Linked DNA regions of Gossypium arboreum: regions 1 and 2 are each linked to region 3. Evidence: chromatin contacts called from public Hi-C data. All regions are on one chromosome and are shown on one strand. Each heading gives the region's core, a stretch centred on a gene start, on an enhancer-like site or on the middle of the called end of the contact. The rest is flanking DNA. Distances are from core to core; before and after follow the strand shown. Region 1 holds the start of LOC108466411 (protein IQ-domain 26-like). Region 2 holds the start of LOC108466410 (profilin-3-like). Region 3 holds the start of LOC108486133 (lysM domain receptor-like kinase 3).

Region 1 (3,632 bases), core at 1,048-3,547, 280 kb after region 3:
ATGCTCCATATAAAATAAAATCAGGAGAAAAAGGAAAGAGAATTCTTGCAGAATCAATGGCAGAGATCTTTCATAACCTTAACAGTAAGAACTAAGAAGTTCCATTTATTTTTCTTCTTTTGGGACCTTTATAAGCAAAAAAGAGTAGTTGGCATAAAAATCAACATTTTTTTCTATCTTTCAGCTGTGGCAAAAAACAATAAAAGTATTCCCTTTGTTTGTGTCAATTTTCACAAAATAAATAAATTAAATACTTTTTAAGTCCCTATATTTTTTTACATTTAAAATTTATTCTTTTATTTTTATTTTCAAGAATTTATTTCTTTTACTTTTCAAATTTAAAATTCAAGTCTAATTGTGAATATTATTAAAATTTTTCTATTAAATTCTTTGTTTTAAAAGAAATCATTCATTTCATGAATGGACCATACAATCTAAGGAAAAAAAACAATATATGGTTGCAGTTGACAATGAAGGACGAGCTTTATCAATACAACAAAGGCTTCAACCTCAACAAGAAATGAACATTACAACACGTTGACAATCGTGTTTTTTTTTTCTGTTAAACCCTTTGGTGTGATGTTTTGGAATAAAAAAAATCACTAAGTAGCCATATAACAAAAGAACAACAATACTTAAAAATAAAAATAAAAAGAATGACATTATAATAAACTTGAATTTAACAAAAGAATTTTAATAATTTTAATAATTAGAGTTGCATTTATTAATCCAAAAACAAAAAGATTAAATTCAAAATGTATAAAAAGTACAAAACTTAAAACATATTCTAACAACAAAAAAATTGAGAAAATTAAAAGATGAATCATAATATTTTATTTGATTTTGTTATGGTAATATTTGAATGAATTTGATTTTTTTGACATTCTAAAATCACATTTAATCAATTTTTATTGGTACTAGTACGTATCAATACCAGTCTATTTCAATGTATTGTTTTGTATTTATCATTATTTTCAAAAATATTTTATATATGTATATAAAAGATATTTACAAATATCAAATAATAAGATTAAATAAATCTCAAATATAAAACAATTATAAAAATAAAGTTTTTGGTCGTAGTGGTAAGGAAAATATTTTAAAAATATTAGTGGCATAAATTCAAATCTCACCATATGTAAATTTTAAGATACCAAAAAAATCTCATCAATTATATAAAATATTCTTTAATAAGCTTTACAAATGCAATCCTTCATTAAACAAACTCAAAATAAACAAGAAAATAACTATTTCATAAATTAAACAATAAGATCATCTCATACTATGCATATAACAATTCATAATTCAACAAATTTAAAATAAATAAATTTAAAATTATTTTTGGTACAAATAAATAATAAAATTTTAATTTAAAATATATTTCAAAATTAAGTATTTTAGTACCGGCCAATACACCATATTCCAATCGGTACAGGTGAAATCAACTAGCATGATCGATACCAACCGAAATTTGCACCGAAACTGAATTTAAAGTTTGTTGTTCTGATTTACTATCAGAACAGAATGTTTCGATCGATACGGGAACGATATTGACTATGATGATTGAAACTCTTTTTTTTTGTTTTATGGTTAAATCACATTTTAGGGTTTGAACTTAGCAACTCTTCTCACATTGATGCTTGAACTTTTTTTTTGTCTAAGTTAGACCCTGAACTAGGCAAATGTTTCCATATTGGAACATGAATTTTTTTTATTCAAGTTAATCCTTAAAAACCCTAAAATTAGGTCCCACTGTGAGAACAATTATCAAGTTCAGGGTCTAACTTGGACAAAAAAAATTCAGGCCCTAATAAGGGGGAAAGTTGCCAAGTTCAAGCCCTAATGTGAAAGAATTGCCAAATTCGGGATTTAACTTGGACAAAAAAATGTTTAGACCCCAATGTGAAAAAGTTATCTAGTTCAACCCCAAATTATAATTTAACCCTTTTTATTTTTAATATTTAATTATTTTAAGTTTTTATAATATAAAAATAAATTAGTTAAAAGTTTTGAAATGCTATACTATATATTAAAAAAATCAACAAAACAATAAAATCTATAGAACTCAGATTGGATTTAAGAAAAACTTAATAGTCAACCCATTAGTCGTATTTCTGGTAGAATTTTACTCTCTTCTTATAATTCATAAAAGAAATGATGTAGGAATCAAATATAATTATAGTATAAAATAGTGTATCGCAGCTTTGAATTTTATAAAAAAAAAAATACGCAATGCTCCAGAAAGTTGGAGAGAGAAGGTGGTTTTTATATATTGAGACTTTTGAAATTGAGAAGGTGAGAGTGAGTTTCCTCTTCCTAATCTTTATTTTATTATAATCATATTTGTCTGAATGACTTTGTTTTTCATACTGGGTTTTATTTGAAACACATATAGTTATTGCAATAATATAAAGACACTGAACTGATATCTTCTTCTTTTTTTAATTTTGTCTTTATAACGGTAGAACTTCACGAGGTTGTGTCAGATTTTCTTTTCAAAACCAAATCCAAACCTTTATCCCTATTTATTTTAAAGCTTATGCTTTTTTGTTACTGTTCCAAAGCTTTTCACACTTTCCTTCTTTACTTTTCCTTAGTATTTGAAAGCAATGGGGAAGACTACAAGGTGGCTCAAGTCAGTTTTAGGCATGAAAAAGGAAAAAGAAAAAACCCCCATTCAGCATTCTGTTTTATACGACAAGAATGACAAGAAAACGTGGAGTTTTGCCAAGTCCGGGAAAGATGTCGACGCAAATTCTCAAACCCCATCGGCCGTCACTGATGCCGCTTGGCTTAGGTCCTACTTTGTCGAAACCGAGAAAGTGCAGAACAAACATGCCGTTGCTGTGGCTGCTGCTACAGCAGCTGCAGCCGATGCAGCTATGGCAGCAGCACAAGCTGCCGTCGCAGTCGTCAGGCTGACCAGCAATGCTAGAGCTTCTTTCTTGGCTGGAGGGAAGGAGAAGTGGGCAGCTGTTAAAATTCAAGCCGACTTTAGAGGTTACTTGGTAAGCGTTCTTTTTTTTTTTTTTTGGGGGGTTTGAACTAGGTATATTTGTTGAACTAGAATTTGAATCTTTCTTGCTTACCACATTAAAGAATTGATGACATTTTGACTAATGGGTCCATTTGTTAAACCTAATTTGCTTATATTTTTCAGTCACGGAAAGCTCTTAGAGCATTGAAAGGACTGGTGAGGTTGCAAGCTCTTGTTAGAGGTTATCTTGTGAGGAAGAGGGCTGCCGCAACTCTCCACAGTATGCAAGCTCTTATCCGAGCCCAATCCGCAGTCCGATCTCAACGGATGCGCCGCTCCTTCAATAAGGAGAATCGCTACCATCCCGAAAACCAGCCTCGGAAATCGATTGTAAGTAGCATTGTCATAACACTTGAAGTTTTTCTAATGTGTCATTTAGGTGATGTTATTCATTTCATTTTCAGGAAAGATTTGATGAATGGAGGAGTGAAATCAATGCGTATGATGACAACCCGAAAATAGTTGAAATCGACACGTTGAAGACAAGATCAAGGTCTCATCGGTTCAACACCGCGTTATCCGAATGCGGGGATGACTTGCCTTATCAAACAATCTCATCACCCCTTCCACGTCTGGTTCCGCCCAGAACATCGTT
Region 2 (3,656 bases), core at 435-2,934, 400 kb after region 3:
TTCTGGAAAAGGCCCTACTTAGGAAGACCATGGGATTTATGATTATTACATGCCATTTCCTAAGGTCCATAACAATGCATTACTGAGATTTCTGAAAAAAGAGGGAAATGGAGAAAGACCTCTTCTACGTGTTGAACCAGAGACTAAAATATTATTAAATCTTATTTCCATTTACGTGAAAGGAAATTGAGTATATACTAATAAAGGATTAATTAGATTAAGATAAATGTCAGATACGAATATATATCTAACACAAGTATATTTAATTTTGTTTTTCATGAATTTGGAGGTCATATTTTCATACACATATCCAAATGTGCTGGACAAAAGTAATTTAAGCAAAATAAAAACTTAGGTCAACATAAATTCCGAATGCTGGAATTTTGGTAGGGTAAGGCCATATTGTGACTCTTGTAGGAAGAATGTGTACAACGTAACTAAATACAAGCTTCAAACTTTACATGCTACTCGAGTCAAACATAAATATGGCTCTTAGTAGAGATTATTAGTGCCCAACATACGATAAATACTTTAAACCAAATAAGCTTAATACACATGAAATATATAGATCAGATTAATAGAATCAATGACAATCAATATTAAGAAAAAGAGCGATAACTGACCTTCTTCCCACGAACCACAGCTCCAGGCTCTCCCTGGATGACCATGTACTTGGCGCCACCAAGGTGCAGCCCAGTTGGTGCAAGGGACCCAGGTTCATCAAAATCTTTCATGATGGCAGTAATCTCTTCAGGCTTAAACTGCAAATAAAAACCCAAAAAGAAGGGGAGGGGGAAGAAAGAAAAGAAAATCCCAAGTTAAGTAGAAAAGTGAGGATTGCAAGAAAATATACTTGTACCCTCTGTTACTAGAACTTGTTATCTCCCCAACAATTTTTGAATTGGTACACACGTTTCCAATTTGACAAGGCTAACGATCAAATTCAGAAAATTAATGATCTCATTAGTATATAGTTTATTATAAATTATTGAGTAAAACAAATAATTCACAAGGTTCAAAATTTATTTTATAATTATTTTATATAAAGTCAAAAACTATATATAGAAATTCTAAAAATCAGTTTATGTTTCAATAAATATAATTAAATTCCTACTAAAGAAATCATAAAAGACTACCTTATCAAATTATATTTCATAAAAAAAACAAATTATGTTCAAAATTTTTTTCTCGTATCAAACCGATTAGGTGAAAGATAATGTTAATTCTGTCAATTAAGGCTAATATGGAGGCAACAAGAAAAAAATCAATTCTTTATACATAAAATCAAACAAAATAAAGATCTCAGAACAATCAAATACAACATTGTATTAATAAATCATAAGCAAATACATATGATTTACAAATTAAAAACGGATAATCACATTATGAAATCAACGTATTAAGATGAGAAATAAATGGATTAATCAACCATAGAAAGAAATAGATATGAATTAAGTAAGGAGATGAAAGATCGGAAACGAAGAAAATATTGAAAAATGTACCGTAGGAAAAGCGGAGCTCTGGGCCCAAACACTTCCATCGAGACCGAGAATAGCAGCGGAGGATAAATGATGGCCGTTCTCGATTTCACACATCAAGTGATCATCAACGTAAGTTTGCCACGACATTGTTGTTTGATGAATCAAATTTCTTTAGCGTCGATCGAATTTGAATAGAAAGAGGAAGGAAGCAGTATAAATAGGAGGGATTAGTGGTTTTAAAGGAACATGGAAAAAGTGGGACCCAAAGAAAAAGGATATAAAAGAGGGAGGAAGTGACGTGGTTGCTCCTGATTCTTGCCATCTCATCTGCGGGGATTTGTTCAAAAGGACCAATGAAGCTCATTCTAATGGGCCATCATTTTTAATCCTCAAATCATAAACTACATCTTAAGATTTTTTTTATAAAATAATATTAACTACAACTTAAACCCCGCAGGAGTTGTTTATAAAGTAATAAAATTTATTAATTAAATTTATGATAATTTTTATTATTTATATATCATGTAATGTAAATTTATAATATTTCTTTGTATTCTAAAATAAATTTTAATGTATATTATTATTGGTAAATGTCAAAATTAATAAAAATAAATATAATTGTTATGAAATAAATAGAACAAAGAACAAAAGAAATAAAATAAGACTATTTCTAGTAAACATTAGAGATCTAATGTATATTAAATTTATCTTGATCATGATAGATATCCATTAAATAATAAAATATTTATTAGCACACCCTCCATTGGTACATAACATGACTCATTAAAACATTACTAAAACAAGAACCTTGTGGGAAAAATAAATTCCTAGCAGAGGAAAAAATACATATATTTATAATACGCATAACATACTATTTCATTAAACATCTTACTAGAAAAACTCAATGGGACAAAACTTTGACTAAGGGAAAAAGAGTACTACCCGTATTTACTCTCCGGCCCTCATAATTATAACAAACTTTAATCATGATCCTTATATAATAACACATGTTCAAATCAAATCAATAAATATTTACGCAAATATATTGAACAATTTTCAAGGAATTTTTATATACTTCTAGCATTTTAAATCCTTCAATACTTTTAATATAAACTTCCAATATATGATTATTCATATAAAAGTCATAACAACAACCATTAGACGCGTGTTAAATCTTTCATGAACTGCTAGACTAATGAGATATCTAAATGTTTATTAAATCCACCATAAAATAATATTATATCTTCCCATAACCAATGCTAGGACTTAGCAAAAAACTTTATTTTTCTTATTTCGTTTTCGCAAACTTACTCATATATACCCCACTAGCATTATATCTTTACTCATATATACCCCACTAGCATTATATCTTTTACTGTTTGGACCATTAGTTCAAAAACTTCTCAAATCCAATTCTACTTGAATTACGTCTTTCCATTTTGGACAATTATTTCATGTCTATATTTCTCAACAATTTTACTTAAGACCTTCATTTTCTTTCATTATTTCAACAATACAATTGCCTACAAAATCGTTTTCGAAAAATTTTAATTTATTTTAGGGTTCCATATTTTCTCGTATTAACATAATTTATCAAAATTTCTTCATTTTCATTGTTTTCGTCTTCAATTTCAGGTACATGAATCTCTTTTGAAGTTTTAATAATTAGTTATGCCTTAGGTCTCTTCAAGAGCATCACTTCCACTATATGACCATATAGATTTATTATTTCTTTTGCAAGAATTTTTATCTTTGGAACCAATCGAACTACCACGCTTTAGGCTTGCATTACCTTCAATTAGTCTAACAAGTTGTCCTACTAAGACTTCAATTTAAATCAAAACATTAGTTGATATATAACACTTGGTTCATCAAGTTAGTAAATACATCTGACAGTAGATTGTAATAAAGTGAATCATCTTCTTGAACTTCTAGTTCAAATTACTTTTTATCAAGATGAAGATAATGATAATTCATTCCAAGTAATTTATCTTATCCCACTTTTATCATTTTTCTCCCCCTAATATTAGGAAAACTTGTCAAATCAAAGTTGCAACCACCAAATCATGTTGTAATTGGATCTCCAATTTATTCAACACATTTAATAATACAAGGAGACTCATAACTAATATATAATCTCAACATTCTTTGAATACCCATTTTTCCGTATTGTGG
Region 3 (3,607 bases), core at 149-2,648:
TCATGCAAATTCCTAAGAAACCACACACAGAAAATGGTGAAAAGAATAAACAGAAAAAATTAAATGATTTTTGAGGCAAACCTGAATTCAAGGGAATATAGTACAAAGCACCAACAGTGACATTATCAGGATTTGAAATCCCATTAACTTGCTCAATACTATCCATGCTAACCCCAAATCTACTAGCTAAAGATTGCACACTGTCCCCATCTTTCATCACATAACTCATCAAGTAGTTCCACAAACTACTTGAACACCCACAAAACAGCCTCAAAGACACCACAGCTCCAATCCTTGCCGGCCTGCTAACATTTGGAACCATTGCAAGCCTATCATAAGCCTCTAAAATCATGTCATAAACATACCCTTGATTTGATCTCACTGTAAAGGTTGTGTTTGTTGCATAATTCTTGGAGGATGTCAAGCAAGAACAGTTCTTTTTTATGAATATGTAGCCATGGCTGTCCTCTCCTTCAACTGTAATGTCTTGTGGTATCACATCAAACATGCTCTGGATCACTGCTAGACTTTGGTTTCCCTGCGGCTTAAAAGCCAAAAAAGATGTGCATAATCTTGATGTGTCCGTACAATTCATGGGTATTGTAGCAGAAGAAGAATCCAAGGCATTGAGGGTTTGAACAATAAGAAGAAAGATTAATGGTAGAAGAATCCCAAATTGTGAAACCTTAGGATCCATTTTTCTTGTTTCTAACAAAAAAAAAAAAAAGAAAAGTTTGAAACTTTGAGCTAAAATTAAGTGCAAAAAATAGATAAAAAATAGAGTTTGATCAAACAACTCGGCCTAAAAGGGTTAACACAAAAAAGTTTAGGACTAGATAGAGAGAAAACTAGATCAAACATAAATTAGACTTGATAAAAGTTTGAGCAAGGTTTAGCTTTTGCTGTAAATGATGAGCAAGAAGTATGAATCTAAAACAAAATCAGACAAAGAGAAGCAAAGGGTCAGTGAAGAAACTAGAGCTAAGTTCACGAAAATCCTGGCTTTTACTATTTCTTTTCCTTGAAGAGGTTAAAGAAAATGGTAGATTTAGATAGATGGTAGTAAAAAAAGAAGCTCAAAGAAAATATATTGGAAGATTAGAGGGAAAATGAAAGTGAGATTTTTGCTAAGCAAAAATGGAAGGTGGGGATTTAAGCTTCAAATTTTAAGGAGGTTTGAAGGACACAAGTAGAAAGGAATGAGATGACTCTAAACAGAGCATGTTCGACTGTTTTTATTTTTCTTTTTCTTTTTTTCCCTCTGTTGCGGTTGGTAACTCCTTAATTCAGTCCTTCACTGTAAAAAGGGAAAGGGAGTCTCAAATACATACAAACAGGAAGCCATCCCCATCCACTTTCATAGCTATTTGCTGCCCCGCACTGCCCTGCCCTGCCCACCTTTCCTTGAATATTTTCGTTTTTTTTATTTCTAACAAAGTTTGTCCATTTTAATTAAGTTTAATTATAAAAAATTATAAATTATTAAAATAATAAAATTATATTTTTTATTATCGTAAAAATATATTATTAAAATCGAATCTTTCTCAAATTTTCAGACTTTGCTCCGGCACACATACATATATTTATATGAATAGAAAATTAATACAATACTCATGATATGTGTTAATTCTTGATTATATTGATGAAGTTAATTGTTTAATATATTTGTGTTTTATGTTTAAAATTTATTATGATTAAAATTTTAATAATTTATAATAATTTCATTTACATATGAAAATTTATTCTAATAACTGAATTAATGCTTAATTATCTTACTATACCAAGTCAATAAAAATAAAAATATAAACTAAATCAAATTTATATATTTTAAAAATGAGGATAATATAAAATGCAGTAAAATTTCGAAAAAATACTTAAATTTCTATGATTCAACTAAAAAGAATAAAAAGTATTTATTAAATTTATTGTCAAATCAACTGAATTTCTTTCATTCAAAGTGCATTTTGCAATTGTCTACGGAATACTTCAGAAATGGTATTAAAAATGTAGTACTTTCACTAAATATTTTTAAACCCACTTTTATTCTAAATTAATTTCTAAATTTTAAATTATTCTAATAAAATTCTTAAAGCATCTCGGTTATATTAATTAGATTCTTTTATTATTAAAATTGTTAATTTAACTATTAAATTATATATTAAATTTTATGTAACATCATTTTAAATAAAACATTATAAAAATATTTTAAAAATCTAATCTTAAAATTTTCGAATCTTTTATAAAACTTTTATCTTACATTTCTTTTTTATTATTTACAAGATACAAATATGATATAACAAAATACATAAATCTCTCTCACACACAAGAAACACTCAAAAGGATTGGAAGGGTAAATTGGGAAATAAAATTCACGGGGCATTGAGTGTTGGGAAAAGGATTGGCACAAGTTGTGAAGAGCTGGAATTGAGAAAGATAGTTGGTTGGGCCCCGCAATTAGGCGCCATTTTTATAAGATTGATCGCCGATCATTTCCCAAACTGATCGCCTTACTTACCTCACTTATCCACACTTTCACGTTGTCGAAGTCAATCGTTGCACATTTCAAACACCTTCGCTTGTAAGGTTTGACTCAATTTGACCATTAATTTGCTATCCTTTCGAATGATTAATATAACCTTCCATTATAATATATTGTTGGTATCATCTATATTCTATATTATAGATAATAAGGTGCTTAAATTCTAATTGTTTAAAAATAAATATTGTCTATTATTTAAATTTCAAAATTAATATTTTCTAAATTGACTGTAATTAAATTTATTTATTATCTTTTAAAGAAGGTTAAAATTGGACATTTGAATATATTTCTAAAGAAGAATATATAGAAAGAGATCGAACGAGCGACATTTACTTACAATTAATGGTTGTATTTTTTTTTTTAAAAAAGTTTGGTGATAAAACCTTTGAATTTGTTTGACTTCTTTTACCCTCCAATTGCTTAACAAAGATTTTATAATTGAAGTGGGATATTAGTTTTAAAAAGAAATTAAAAAGACCTTTGGCTTCAACTCGATTTTTTGAAGGGAGTGGAATAATCGGGGAGTAAGGTTTGACTTGGTAGGCCCGCACGTGGACAAGCGACAACTGTAAACCCATAATTAACACAAGAAAAAGATAATAATAGTAATAATATAAGGTGGGAGAGACAGAGAGACGTAACCTGGAGCAAACGCCAAAAGATCCCCCACACACAGCCATAAATTAACTTGTTTTCATTTATTAAACTAAGATCCTTTCCTTTTTTGTTTTATTTCTCCAATATTATAAAAATGTATAATGATTTATTTAATTTTTAATTTTATAAAAAATTATTTTAACTCTCTATTTTTTTTTATCTCTTTTAACTCTTAAACTTGCATTATTCGTCAAATCAATCTAAAATATATGAAAAAATTAACATCAGTTAACTTTACTGACGTGACATACATATACACGTGGCATAACTAGTGTTAACATACATCAACTTTTTTATTCAGTTTGAAGTGATTTAATAAACAACTAAAATTTAAGGACTAAAAGAGACAAAATTAAACAAATGACTAAAATTACATTTTTTTCTTAAGATGAAAGGTAAAATAAGTCATTA

What was found. Hi-C and Micro-C count contacts between places; a contact is called where the count stands out from the background.
Region 1: a contact with region 3 is called in a Hi-C map of leaf, with 1.7 times the contacts expected there. The contact joins the promoter of LOC108466411 here to the promoter of LOC108486133 in region 3. A contact is called at or near these places in 2 of 5 Hi-C or Micro-C datasets (both in leaf).
Region 2: a contact with region 3 is called in a Hi-C map of leaf, with 3 times the contacts expected there. The contact joins the promoter of LOC108466410 here to the promoter of LOC108486133 in region 3. A contact is called at or near these places in 3 of 5 Hi-C or Micro-C datasets (all in leaf).

What each region holds. Positions count from the first base shown.
Region 1 is chr2:28,324,688-28,328,319 of ASM2569848v2, forward strand. LOC108466411 (protein IQ-domain 26-like) reads left to right here and starts at 2,298. Exons shown (of 3, transcript XM_053020901.1): 1 at 2,298-3,008; 2 at 3,161-3,367; 3 at 3,442-3,632. The coding sequence starts at 2,610.
Region 2 is chr2:28,446,773-28,450,428 of ASM2569848v2, forward strand. LOC108466410 (profilin-3-like) reads right to left here and starts at 1,685. Exons shown (of 3, transcript XM_053020906.1): 1 at 1,503-1,685; 2 at 624-761. The coding sequence starts at 1,628.
Region 3 is chr2:28,046,994-28,050,600 of ASM2569848v2, forward strand. LOC108486133 (lysM domain receptor-like kinase 3) reads right to left here and starts at 1,399. Exons shown (of 11, transcript XM_017789976.2): 1 at 82-1,399. The coding sequence starts at 697.